4 separate regions of the Mus musculus genome follow, and all the other regions are linked to region 2. A link is a contact called in public Hi-C and HiChIP or PLAC-seq data. All regions are on one chromosome and are shown on one strand. The core of a region is the stretch at or near the end of the contact, and the rest is flanking DNA. Distances in the headings are between cores, read along the strand shown. Region 1 overlaps Irf2 (interferon regulatory factor 2). Region 2 holds the start of Cenpu (centromere protein U). Region 3 has its middle 30 kb from the start of Gm39168. Region 4 has its middle 32 kb from the start of Gm30931.

Region 1 (3,064 bases), core at 504-3,003, 200 kb before region 2:
TGATGCTCATACGTCTTCATTCTTTTCTTTGTCACCGCAGACAGTTATGTCGCCTGCTTCCTCCATCACTAAACGATAAGATCTTGGAGAGCACCGCTTGGGATTTTTCAGTTTTACATCTTCCCAGTACAGTGTTTCACACACAGCTGCTCGCAAGCATCTGCTGAAGGAATTAACTCCAGAGAGAGAGTTTTCTTTAAACTTGTTTGCAGAGCCATCTTCAGCTTAATTTCTTCCCTGTCATGTTCATTTGCACAGTACTTACAGTTAATTTTAGGGGATCTTGGGGGGCGAGGAGAGGTTTTTTCCCCAGGGCTGAAGAAATAGCTATTCAGAGCACCGGCTGCTTTTGCAGAGGGCCCTAGTTTGGTTCCTAGCGCCCACACTGTAGCCCACAACCATCTATAACTCCACTTCCTGGAGATCTGATGCCCACTCTGACCTGCATGGGCATGCAATGCACTTAGTACACAGAGACATACATGCAGGCTCATGAATAAAAATAAATTAATGTCCTTAAAAGGGGGGGGATGGAGTAATCAGAAGTTCTGAGACTTCTACTACCCCACCTTGTATTAGATGCAATCTTATGCATCGTTCCCATATTTACAGTCCACTGTAAATCATCTGCATTAACTTGCCAGGCTGTGTCGTTGAATAAAGTCAATTTTCCAAAAAGAATGAAGTAAAAATTTGAGCATAAATCTCAACTAACAATGAATTTACTGTGACACGTCTTCATCCACTATAGCTCTTGTAAGAATCAGTAAGATGTCCCTCATTCCGGGGCTGTGCTCGGCAGCACACACTTGGACAAGGAGGCCGAGGCAGTAAGATCACAACTTTGAGATGGATCTCAACTTCATCCTAAAACCCTGTCTCAGAAACAAGAGGTTCCACGGCCTATTGATGATTCATGACAAACATTCAATTGTCTCGATTTACTTAAGAGATCTGTTATTACAGCAATACATTTTTTCTGTCCACATAGTATAGTACTGAACCATTACAAAGAGGACGGTCCTAAGGCTGAGCTCACGGACTTCCCTCTGAGACAGCATGCAGATGCTGGGCCTACTGTATAAAGAGCACATCTGAAGTGAAACATCCTGCTCTATGGAGACGCTCCAAAAGACTGGGGATATTAAACAACTCCCGGGTCTCAGGAAGTCCCGGAAATGTAACGGATTCACAAGACCCCTTCCTCCCTACAACAGTAAGGACAGCTGAGGGAATTCTGCCTGGAGTACACCAGCTATAGGATAGGGTACAGTATGGTACTGCAGTATAGATGCTGGGAACTCCGAGGTTCCACTCCCAAGAGTCATTCCCAGGCTAGGATGGGACTTCAGTGCCTGCCTTTGAATACCCCATGCCCCTGCGAGTGAATACTGTGGTGAGTAACACCAATAAGACTTTGATTTACCATGAGGCACCGGCGATTGATTACCAGGAGCAGCCATGGCAAAGCAAGTGCCTTTTTAAATAAAGAAACAGTAAAACGTTACATTGAAACCTGCTTTGTGAGTTTACCTTTATCTGTGGGAAGGCTTCCAGCAAGGTAAACTGTCTCGGTGCCTGTCTTTTTCAGCAGGAGACCTAGACCCTCTAGGAAAGTGAGACCTGAGGTAATATGAAATGAACAGTCCGGGCAACTGCAGCAGCCTTAGTGGGAGGAGTTGTCTTGCTTTGATGCTGTTAAACTGATGTAGCTAGTGAGCCGTCAACACCATCAGAGATCTGAGACGGATAAACTGTAGCAGGAAGTATAATCCAAATGATCTATGTATCAATTAAAATGACAGAGACTTACCAGCTAGCTACCCTAGCCTCCCAGATGGTTTTGGTTTTGGTTTTGGTTTTTTGGTTTGTTTGGTTTTTGTTTTGCTTTTTTTGTTTTTTCTGGGGTTGAGGGTGGAGGAGGGTGGCAGGGGTTGGTCTACAGCTGCCACACAGGACAGCACAGGCCTGCTGCTGCCAAACCCAGAAGGTCAGAGATTTTCCTGTGGAAAAGGAACTTGAAAACAGTGACCTATATTGATGAGGCAAAACAGAGCAGTCAACGCAACAGGGTCCACAGGTTGGGCAGGACCCTGGCAGCGGGTGAGACATGAAGCAGTGGCTGATGTGACCACAACCCAAGTAGAGTTGACTGCACCCCATCATCTTTGGAGACCCTAGAACTGACACTAAGCGCTGGCCTTTCTGTCTATCAATCATGGGAAGTTTTTTACATTAAACATTTGAAATGCCATTTTCGGGAGATCTCTGAAGAGTTTGAAGACTGTTATCTATTAAGTCTAGCTGATTTTAAACAAACTTCATCTTTAGTTACTTGTTTTAGGCTTAGCCTTGCAAACCTAAAGAAGAAGCTAAAGAAAGCTTGTGACTGTAAATGAATGCCATTTGGACTCAGCATGACTGCAGGTGTGAATGTCAACTGGAACATTTATAAGGTGAGCACCGACTTGCATATCTTAATTATCTTTAAGCTTTTACAACAAGTTAGTCGCTTTTATAAAATTAGTACTTTAAAGCTTTATCCCTGTTAAGTCTGAGCCTTAAAATTTGAGTTGAAGATTTAATTGAAGATCCTTTAGCATCAAAATAAGTCCATGACTTCAGTTCACAGGGAAACTGGGAGCTTTCTTAGACCAAAAATAAAGTTCACAAAGAGACTGCACACCTTACTTTACTTGACTCTTTCATAGCACACCATTACAAAGTACCATAGTTTCTGGTATAATTCAGTTTATCCAAATATCTAAAGCTTAACAGAGTTAGCAAAGACAGAGGCTAGACATAGACCTTTAAGACAATTACCATTACTCCGAGTAGACTTTCAGAATTCATAAACCTTATTTATCAAACATGGATTGTTCTTTACCTACATGTTTTAGAAGTCTGGTGTAGATCAACAGACACCTCTAAGTCAGTTTCTGCTAACATGAATATACCTTTATAACCTTAGAATAAAGCATACTTTATTCAACAAAACCTCTTTTCCTTATCTAAAGTTTTATAGAATCCTGGTATAGAATAGTGATTAAAAGCATGAATGGCT
Region 2 (3,221 bases), core at 379-2,878:
CTCTCAGACCTGTACTGCCTTTGCTTTGGGATAACCGCAGACTGTGATTCTGAGCTCAGAAAGCTTAAGTGACTTCTGAATGGCACCTCGAAACAGAAGTAGGTGGGACAACCTGGAGGCATAAATTGCCTAGCCTGAACTCTTTTCCATCTGACTCTTTTTTTTTATGATTTGTTTATTTTATGTATAGGAGTACACTGTAGCTGTACAGATGGTTGTGAGCCTGAGCCTTCATGTGGTTGTTGGGAATTGAGCTTTTAGGACCTCTGCTCTGCTCGCTCCGGTCAACTCCACTTGCTCAGTCCCTGCTGGCTCTAGCCCAAAGATTTAGGTATTATTATACACAAGTACATTGTAGCTGTCTTCAGACCCACCAGAATAGGGTGTCAGATCTCATTACGGGTGATTGTGAGCCACCATGTGGTTGCTGGGATTTGAACTCAGGACCTTCAGAAGAGCAGTCAGTGCTTTTACCTGCTGAGCCATCTCACCAGCCCCTCTACCTGTTTCTTGTGTGTGCTCCAAAACCAGAGAAATTCCCTTCTAGCTGTGGGCTGGAGTCCTGGAGCAGTTTCCAAACTCTACAGAAACCTCTTTCTTTCCTAAAGGAAATCTCTACAGTAACCATTTTATATAATCTTTGCTGTATGCATCCGTGTGTTTTAGGAGTGATAATGAACAGATTTCATAAATTCCAAGCCTCAAGATGTTGAAACAACAAAAACCACTGGTTTGGCAGATCAAGTTCTAAGCTCCTTTCCCTTGCTCAAAGGTGGTGGTGGCTCACGCCTTTCATCTCAGCACTTGGGAGGCTGAGGCAGGTGATCTCTAAGTTTATGGCCAGCCTGGTCTACAAGAGTTGAGTTCCAGGACAGCCAGGGCCACACAGAAAAATTCTGTCTCGAAAAACCAAAAAAGGTAAAAGCACAAACCAGCATGCCCTGATAAGCTCCTTTGCCCTTTTTAAATCTTCCTTCCCACTGCTCACCGAATGTGGATTCCCCCACCATCTGTGTCCTGTGGTAGCTACAAGCATCATCTTCCATAGGTAATCCTCCCACGGAAGACTTCCTACGCAGAGGAGACCTTTCTATCCAAATCTCTACCAGGCTTTGGATGCGCGCCAGACACGCCCAGAATATCCTTCGCCAGGAGTTGGTGGCGCTAACCTTTCGGGCCGCTTACTAACTTCTTTTCAGATGCACACCTCTTATATAATGAAAAGATCCATGAAGCACTCTGAATGTCCTTTAGGTATTTAGGCAAGGCCAGCCCAAGCTCTAAACAAGCAGCTGCCTGGTCCCTCGCTAGAGATTTCGTTTGGCTTCCGTGTTTTCTATTACGAAAACAGCTGCGTCTTAGAAATAAAAAGCAATGTCGACAGACCAGAAATGATTACTGTTAAATATTTGCTTGTCACATGAAAGCGACGCTGGTGTCTGAGTTCCCCTACCACACAGCTTGACTCCTGGCTCTAGGATTCGGGGCTGTGGGAATTGAGGCCGGGTCAGCGAGTCTCTGGGACGGGTTGAGCCCATCCTGGGCGGATTTCGGGGCGGCAGCACTTACCCCGGGTTCCCCGAGTATCTCAAACTTCTCCTTGCAGCCATCCTACCGTTCCCAAAGGCAGGGACTCCAAACTCGCGCCTAGCCGGTCTTGCTCTGAACAGCCAATCAGAGCCTAGTCCTCGCTATGCTCCGCCTTTTCCGGGGCGGGGCCAGAGAGCGTCCTGGGCGAGAGCACGATGAAATCCAGGCCTGGAAAACACCCAACAGCGGAGCGGAGTCCAAAGCAACCGGCTTAGCTGCTGCAGGCTGTCTCTCCCGCTCTCGCTCCGTTCCGTAAATTTAGAACTCCCCGGCCTCGTGGGCGGGTAAATGACCCGGAGCTGGTGTGGGTGTGGGTGGACCCGAGCCAGCCGCCAGCGGATCCAAAACTCCAGTGCTTCCGGGCGGGCTGTTAGTTGATGGACTACTGTCAAATCCTTCGCATTGCTAAATGCAGATGCCGCTTTTAGCTCCCTGTAGCAGCTCACTGTTGAACGCGACACGTTATTTGTCCTCCCTTCCAGGTCCTTCGTAAAGCGGGAAGGTCCCTTCTGGATCCATACTCACGATTCTTTTGTTTTTACATTTTTCTTGTGGTACAAAAGAATGAAAAATTGATTTAAAGGGATCAAAGATATAAGAAGTAAAAAAAACGGCCAAACTCAGAAGAAAACTGAATCAAGACGTTGGACTTGGCAATGAATTTTTTTTTAAGATTTATGTGTATCGATGCAAAATGTTATATATTTATTATATATACGCATATGTATGTATATATACACACACACACACGCATATATATATACACATCCGTGGTCCCAGTGGAGGTCAGAGGAGGGCATCAGATACCCTGAAACTGGAGTTACAGATAGTTATGAGGCTGGGAAACTCTGAGGTCTTTGGCAAGAGGCTCCAAATGGCTGAGTCATCTCTCCAGCTCCAACAATGATTTCTTGATTAACCTAAAACACAGTGGTAATGAGAAAGGCCAGAAATGGGGGTGATGGGAGAGATAGATGGTTGTGTAAAAAAGGTGGATGTATTTAAACACTTAAAATGACTGGAATAAAAAGCTGAAATGTCCAATTTTATGTTATAAATTTTATCACAATAAAAATATGAATACAAGCTAGGCAGTGGTGGTGCTTGCCTTTAGTCCTAGAGGCAGAAGCAGGTAGCATGGCCTACAGAGTGAGTTCCAGGACAGCCAGGCCTACACAAAGAAACCCTGTCTCCAACAAAGGGTATTTAACACTGTAAAAATAAAACATAGACACCTATATTACTGAATCAGAACATAAAATGTAACAGTTCTCTCAGACTCTTCCATGAATGGCCCTTTTCACAAACCATACGGTTTTTTTTATTTGTCTTTAGCATTTTTATGCTTTTCAGCCTCGATATGCCTCTGTGTATAATCATTGTATATTTCTATCTCTATAAATAACGTTTGGTAGGTTTTCTGCAAGTATCCTAACCAAAGCCATAATTTTTAAAGTGTCCACATCTGCATGCAGCTGTAGTTCATTCATGCTGCCTTTGGAATTCATTAAGTAACTATTTGCATCGCTTTTATTCCTCTGTGCTATGGGTACATCAATGTTTTCTATTTACTATTCCCGACAGCACATCACCAGGAATTCTTACGCACATCTTCCAGGGCACTTGTCTGT
Region 3 (3,099 bases), core at 432-2,931, 220 kb after region 2:
AGAACACATAATACAGGATAATAGCAATTAATTGTTTTTTTACTTTATTATTTTGAGGGAGTGGGTATTTTGCCTGCAAGTTTGTCCACCATATATATGCACTGTCACCAGAAGCAAAAAGAGGGTGTCCAATCCCCTGAGACTGGACTTTCAGACAGTTGTGAGCCACTGCATGTGGCTGCTGGGATTGAATGCTGGTCCTGTGGAAGAGTAACCAGTGCTCTTGCCTGATGAACCACTGTTCCAACCCCCACAGTAGCAAGGTTGTTTCTTTTTTTTTTTTAAGTTTACAAATAATCCCAAAAACAATACAACAAATTCAGCTTAGAGCTTTGGGAAGGAAGGAAGAGGATGGAGAAAGAGGAGGGTGTACAGAGGGGAACTAGAAATGGTTTCTGTCTACAGCTGTATCAAATGGGCCACATGAGACATGCTGATTAAGTGGCTAATTGTGAGAGCACTGTTCCTCATAGTACTCTGACGTGTTCTTGGCTTTGAGGTCTTTGATAAGGAAAGGGAAAGAATTTTGATGGCATACAAATTTCTGTCCACCAATGCGCAGAGACCAACAGCCCCCCAAAAAATATTAGAGACTTCAACTGACAACGTCAGCCAGCCTTTTCTAAAACCCTCTTTTGAGAATGTCAACTGTTAACAGCTCAACATGAAGGCTAAGTAGGTTCCAGCAAACATTGACAAAAGTGTGTGGGTTGGGTTTTCTTTCCCTTCCTTAATGACAGAATTGGCCCAGAGCAAAGCATTATGGACCCACCCAGTTGGCTTTTCTAACCAGCAGCCAGAGGAGGTGCCTCCTGATGAGTGACAGCTGGCAGTGTCCCTGGGGCAGGGCAGGTCCTGGGAACAAGGGAAAAGGTTATTACAGGTCAGGAAAGAGCAGGTGTGGAAACAGGGCCTGGCGTGAGCTTGGTCCCAGCAGGTACCAAGTATCAGAACTAAGAAAATGATCGCTGGAGCAAAAAGAACCATGTGTTTGCCTGGGGAGGGGGGGGGGTAGTGACATGGATTCTCTATTCCAATTTTGCTGCAAGGGCCTGAATCCAGGGCAGAAACACCACTGAGCTGCATCTTGCCAAAACGGGGCTTAGCCATCCGTGTCACTCTCCGCGTCAGCGTCTTGAGATGGGATGGCTCCAGATCCACCATCCCAGCTCAAGACCTTTGAGGATACATGAATCCAGTTACAGAACTCCATTTAGAAGACACAGGGAGATGTCCCCCAGTGACCCTAAATACTCTCAGTTCTGTTCCTGCCCATTGACAATAGTAGCCTGATGATGGGGTAAATGGTGGGACCTGGTTCTAGTCACTGTCCACTATTCTACCAGAAGAGTGGTCTGAGATGGGGTTCCCTTACGCCCTCCCCTTGAGTCTAAAACGAGCTCACTTCCTAGGCCTTCCCCTTGCAGCTTTACACAGAAAACCCATATGCCTGGGGTGTCTTTCTTTAGCTTGTCAACTCTCTAGGAGAGCCTCTGGTGGGAATTCCATCCCCAGGCCAATCTACCTCATCTCAAAATCAAGTTCAGATCATCATCTCTTCTCCCCTTTAGCAGTGTTCCTGTCTTGGATACAGATATTTCCTCAGGTACCAGGCTCAGTGCCGCCTGCCTCTCGTTGCCTCTGCATCCAGCTAGTGATGGAGCCCTGCCAATATTCCCCAGGCGTGTCCTCTTCATGACTGCTCGTCCCAGATAAAGCTGCAGGCCAACCACTCAGGGATGTAATGGTTATAAGGTTCACTGAACATCCTTTGTTCTTGGTCCTCGTGGGCACATGGCCTGGGAGCATACTAAAATAGAAAAACCAGGGCCAGAGAGAGGGCTCAGGAGTGAAGAACACCTCTAGCTCTTGCAGAGGACCAGGGTTCAGTTCCCAGCACCAATATGGTGGCCTATAACCATCCATAACTCTAGTTACAGGAAGTCCACTGTCTTCTTCTGATCTCCATGGACACCGGGCATGCATGTGATGCCCAATATATATGCAGGCCAAACACTCACACTTAAATAAATCCATCTGAAACAGAGAAACTTAGGTCTTGCCATCACACCACTGGGACAGAATCTCTGGAGGTGGGACTGGAGAATCTGACTCCAAATTTGAACCCTGGTACCTAAGCACATTCTAACAGGGTACTCCACCCCCCACCCCCGTGATAGTGGGTGATACCCAAATGGCACAGTGATAAAGTAGACCTTTTTTTTTTTTTTTTTTTTTTTACTTCAGAGACAAGTTTGACCACTTCTTGGTTGTGTAATAGATAATATGTCCCCTAAAAGCTCCAGTTCCCTTGTCAGTCAAACGGGAGTCAATGAGAGGATTAAATAGACACAGTCCACTGCTTAGACACTAGACACATGCTTTCTGACTTCACAGCGGTGGAAGCAAGATGCACATCCAGTTGGAAATACACATTGATTTTAAAATCAGAGCTCTCCATGAGGTAGCAAGATGTGGTCCAACCCTCCAAGATGCTGGGCAGCGACAGCAAGCCACATGGTTACAGAGGGACAACCAACACTACAGAGGACTGTGCTGTCCAGCTCTGATATTCAGCAGACTCGCCCTACTCCATGCACTTCTGATAGACAGTGTTTCTCTAGCTTCTGCTGGGCTTATTGGTGTGCAAGAAGGAAGCATCCATGAGGAAAGTCCCATGAATCATCTAGACCAGTGTAGGCACAACGTAAGGCCATGGTGCTCCAACTCAGTGCATAAGCCATGAGTGGACTTTTCAATTCAGAATACCGTTTTCTGTACACACACACACACACACACACACACACACACACACACACCTGTGTGCAAGTGTATGCAATTAGAGCTCACTAATTTGCTAAATGGACTGGCCAGTAAGTCCCAGGGGTCCCCCTGCCCCATTTTTCCAGAGTTGCTGCTGCAGCTGGCTTTTCAAATGAGTGGTGTGGCTCCATTCAAGCTCTCATGTTTGTGTAGTAAGCACTTTCTTAAAATACAGTTTTCACCCAGTCACATTCCTTACTCAAAACTGCAGTGCTCAATTCCAGAGAGTGGTACAGAGTCCCTTGGTCCAGTGATTCCGAGTAACATCAGTAGTGA
Region 4 (2,985 bases), core at 43-2,542, 160 kb after region 2:
AGTATTTCAGACACATCCATTGTAAATTTTCCTTAGATTGCTACTCACTAAGACTACATTAGATCTCAACTTCTTTAACAGCAAAACTTACCAATTGCAAGAAGGATATCACATACTTTCCCTCATATGCAGTATCTAGATGTGTACCATAGACATGAAAGCAGGTGTAAGGTTATGGGGACAATTGGGTTAAGGAGGGGGGACAAGAGAAGGTAAGAGGAGGTGGACATGAACAAAGTACTATGATACACATGTATGAAATGCCATTATGAACCTACTATTTTATATGCTAACTTAAAAACATTCATTATTAAAACCTGATGAGAGGGGCTGGAGAAATGGCTCAACAGTTAAGAGCACTGATTGTTCTTCCAGCACTGGGTTCAATTCCCAGCAACCACATGGTGGCTCACAACCATGTACAATGAGATCTGATGCCCTCTTCTGGTGTGTCTGAAGACAACGACAGTGTACTTACATAAATAAAATAAATAAATCTTAAAAAAAAAAAAGAAACTGAGGAGAGCTGGAGATGTAGCTCAGTGGACAAGTGCTTGCTAGTGTGGGCAAAACCTTGAGTTTGATCCTAGCACTGCAAAAATAATTTTTCAATGACTCCCATATTGAGGGAGTTCCACAGATACGACCAAGTAGATATTTGGAAAAAATTGTACATCTACCAAATATACAGGTATTTTCTTGTCCTTATTCTCTGAATAATAGTATGCAATGATTGTTTACAATAGCATGTAATGCACTATGAGATTGTATGTGTGTTATATTAGATATAATATATTATTTATATTATACATAATCTTGAGGTTATGTGGCATGTCCAGAAGGATGCTCCCAGATCATACACAGGTACTACACTATTTTATATGAAGGACATAGCATCTTAGAGAAGCCTGGAAAATAACCTTCATGAAAGCAAGAACAGTAATAATAAAAGCAGACCCAGATTCATCCTATTTGAGAAGTATTCCATGACTCCTTCTTTACCAAAGGCTTGCTTATGCATGTCTCTATGCTGGAAATCCGTCTGGGGGAAGATGCTTTTGAAATGGATATGTCCATGGGGAAGTTGCATCTAATCAAAGCAGAGAAGACTGTGGGAGCTAAAGGAACCTTGAGTGAATGTGTAGAGAGTGGATAAAGTCCTGAGTGAATGTGTATTGTTGACATGGGGACAGTGAAGTCAAGAACCCTAATTCTTCAGACCCATGGGAGAGGTAAGACACTTCCACTTTGAGTGTTTACAAATGACTGATCAGTGTGAGGAAAAAAAAAACACCCCAAACCCAAAACTAGGAACTGGTACTTCCTCTTCCTGGGTATTTACAGACTGCTGGTCTACAGAGATCTGCAGAGACCTACAGAAAGTGATGAACATTTCTGCCATCCCCACCCCTACCCTTGTGCTGTACATAGTGAACACACTGGGGTTCTGAGTCTTTAAATTGTTGGTGCCATTGTATCAGACTAAACACAGCCCACCTAATCACGGCTTTTCTGTCTCTGTGTCTGTGTGTCTTTCTTCATCCCCTCATCCCTTTGGTCAGGTTTCCAGACCCAAGCCTTACAAGTCTTGGCTGAACAGCCAAAAAATATAGAAACAATAGCAGCCAATATGTGTTATAATAAGCTCTCGCCCTAATGTGTATTAGTCAACGTGAGTTCACTCTAAAATACACAAAGTCCAAACTGTGTATGTTGGCTCCTGAAGGATGGGTAGTCCCTGCCAGGCAGGTGGCGAGTCGGGTCCCAGGTTGTCAACCATTTAGCTTCCATCCCCACCAGTCAGTTTCCTAGGCTACTGTGATTTTCCCAGAGTAAGCTGCTGCCTCTGTTGCAACAGTGGAAAATTTCACATGGTTCTCTCAGCTAGAACTTAGTCATATCAGCCATACCTAACTTCAAAGGAGGAGGCGGTGTTCTGGATGCAAAGGGGACAGGGATGTCAGCGCAGCAGTAGGAAGAGCATGCTGTTTGATCCCCGGAGGCATAGACACAAACAAAACATCAAAGAGTGACAGGATATTGAAAATAAACCAATCTGGTGCTCCTCAGTAAAAAGAAAACTGCTAAGGCTGGAGAGATGGCTCAGCAGTTAAGAGCACTGTCTGCTCTTCCAGAGGACCAGGGTTCTAGTCTCAGCACCCACATACCTGCTCACTACAATCTGTAACTTCAGTTCTAGGGCATCTGACCCCCTATCATGGCCTTCACCTACACCAAGGCATGCATGTGATGCACAGACTATGCACAGGAGGAACCCCCATGCATATAAAATTATAAGAAATGTTTTAAGAGAAAACCTTGAGTGCTCTAACATTCTTTTCTAGTGGCTCGGGCCCCTAGGGACCTCTCCTGAAGATCATTCTTGGTAAAAGGAAAGATCTGCGTAAAGGCTAAGGGACAGCGAACCTGAGTGCACAGTTGCTCCTGAAATGAGAGGTTCGTGTAGAAAAGTGAGGTGAGGGTTGGAAATATCATTAGCCTTGGGTTGTGGGGTAGTATTGAGTACCAGACCGAAGAGCCTTACCAACACTTTAGGTCAAGACCAAAGACTCTCCCTTTAGAGTTAAAATTGAGCAAAATCTTTTCAATACCAGACCTGCCTTTGTTGTCCTCTGGACATTATTCTAATTTGTTCTGGTTTGGACTTTTTAAAAAGCAGCTCCAAAGGTTGTTGGTTGAGGCTTCATCCCCAGCTGTTGGCGCTATTGAGAGGTGATTGGACCACGAAGACCTAACTTCATTAATAGATTTCTTCCTTGATGGATCCATAGCTGAATGGACTATTAGTAGGTGAAGCCCGGTTGGAGGAAGTAGGCCCCAGGAAGTGCCTTTGAAAGGTACATTGGATCCCTGAAGGTAGACCCCTTCCTGTCTTGCTGTACTTCCATCTTTTCGAGGTAAGCAACTCTGAACCAATCTCCCAGGATGCTCTAAGTTACACAGGCCAGCACTGTTGACTTGAAA

What was found. A called contact is a pair of places that touch in the nucleus more often than the background predicts. HiChIP or PLAC-seq counts read pairs in DNA pulled down with a chosen protein or histone mark.
Region 1: a contact with region 2 is called in a Hi-C map of Th1 cells, with 5 times the contacts expected there. The contact joins the enhancer-like site here to the promoter of Cenpu in region 2. A contact is called at or near these places in 2 of 39 promoter capture datasets (fetal liver and pre-B cells), 10 of 484 Hi-C or Micro-C datasets (B cells, the Ba/F3 cell line, CD4 T cells and 7 more), 4 of 115 datasets of contacts at active chromatin or transcription factors (bone marrow-derived macrophages, effector CD8 T cells, microglia and 1 more) and 3 of 9 other capture datasets (adipose tissue, liver and pancreatic islet).
Region 3: an H3K27ac HiChIP or PLAC-seq map of hepatocytes shows a contact between it and region 2, with 6 times the contacts expected there. The contact joins the enhancer-like site here to the promoter of Cenpu in region 2. A contact is called at or near these places in 9 of 39 promoter capture datasets (the 3T3-L1 cell line, the C10 cell line, hippocampal neurons and 4 more), 17 of 484 Hi-C or Micro-C datasets (the 63-12 cell line, B cells, the G1E-ER4 cell line and 7 more), 14 of 115 datasets of contacts at active chromatin or transcription factors (the 230-238 cell line, the NIH/3T3 cell line, bone marrow-derived macrophages and 6 more) and 3 of 9 other capture datasets (adipose tissue, liver and pancreatic islet).
Region 4: an H3K4me3 HiChIP or PLAC-seq map of bone marrow-derived macrophages shows a contact between it and region 2, with 2.5 times the contacts expected there. The contact joins the enhancer-like site here to the promoter of Cenpu in region 2. A contact is called at or near these places in 4 of 39 promoter capture datasets (the C10 cell line, hippocampal neurons, liver and 1 more), 2 of 15 datasets of contacts at CTCF or cohesin (embryonic stem cells and pro-B cells), 8 of 484 Hi-C or Micro-C datasets (the C2C12 cell line, the G1E-ER4 cell line, brown adipocytes and 4 more), 5 of 115 datasets of contacts at active chromatin or transcription factors (bone marrow-derived macrophages, embryonic stem cells, kidney and 1 more) and 4 of 9 other capture datasets (adipose tissue, embryonic stem cells, liver and 1 more).

The regions. Positions count from the first base shown.
Region 1 is chr8:46,754,845-46,757,908 of GRCm38.p6, reverse strand. All of the region lies in intron 1 of Irf2 (interferon regulatory factor 2), which reads right to left. Among named protein-coding and RNA genes, the nearest start is that of Irf2, 17 kb to the right of the region's middle. Within about 2 kb of position 1,753, at least 36 of the 459 cell types and tissues checked have an H3K27ac peak or open chromatin away from gene starts, as enhancers often do. A contact at or near this core is called in Th1 cells, effector CD8 T cells and pancreatic islet, where this site is marked.
Region 2 is chr8:46,550,476-46,553,696 of GRCm38.p6, reverse strand. Cenpu (centromere protein U) reads right to left here and starts at 1,628. Exons shown (of 13, transcript NM_027973.4): 1 at 1,570-1,628. The coding sequence starts at 1,610.
Region 3 is chr8:46,330,588-46,333,686 of GRCm38.p6, reverse strand. No RefSeq gene overlaps it. Among named protein-coding and RNA genes, the nearest start is that of Gm39168, 30 kb to the right of the region's middle. Within about 2 kb of position 1,681, at least 19 of the 459 cell types and tissues checked have an H3K27ac peak or open chromatin away from gene starts, as enhancers often do. A contact at or near this core is called in the N1E-115 cell line, erythroblasts, hepatocytes and 1 more, where this site is marked.
Region 4 is chr8:46,393,873-46,396,857 of GRCm38.p6, reverse strand. No RefSeq gene overlaps it. Among named protein-coding and RNA genes, the nearest start is that of Gm30931, 32 kb to the right of the region's middle. Within about 2 kb of position 1,292, at least 42 of the 459 cell types and tissues checked have an H3K27ac peak or open chromatin away from gene starts, as enhancers often do. A contact at or near this core is called in bone marrow-derived macrophages, where this site is marked.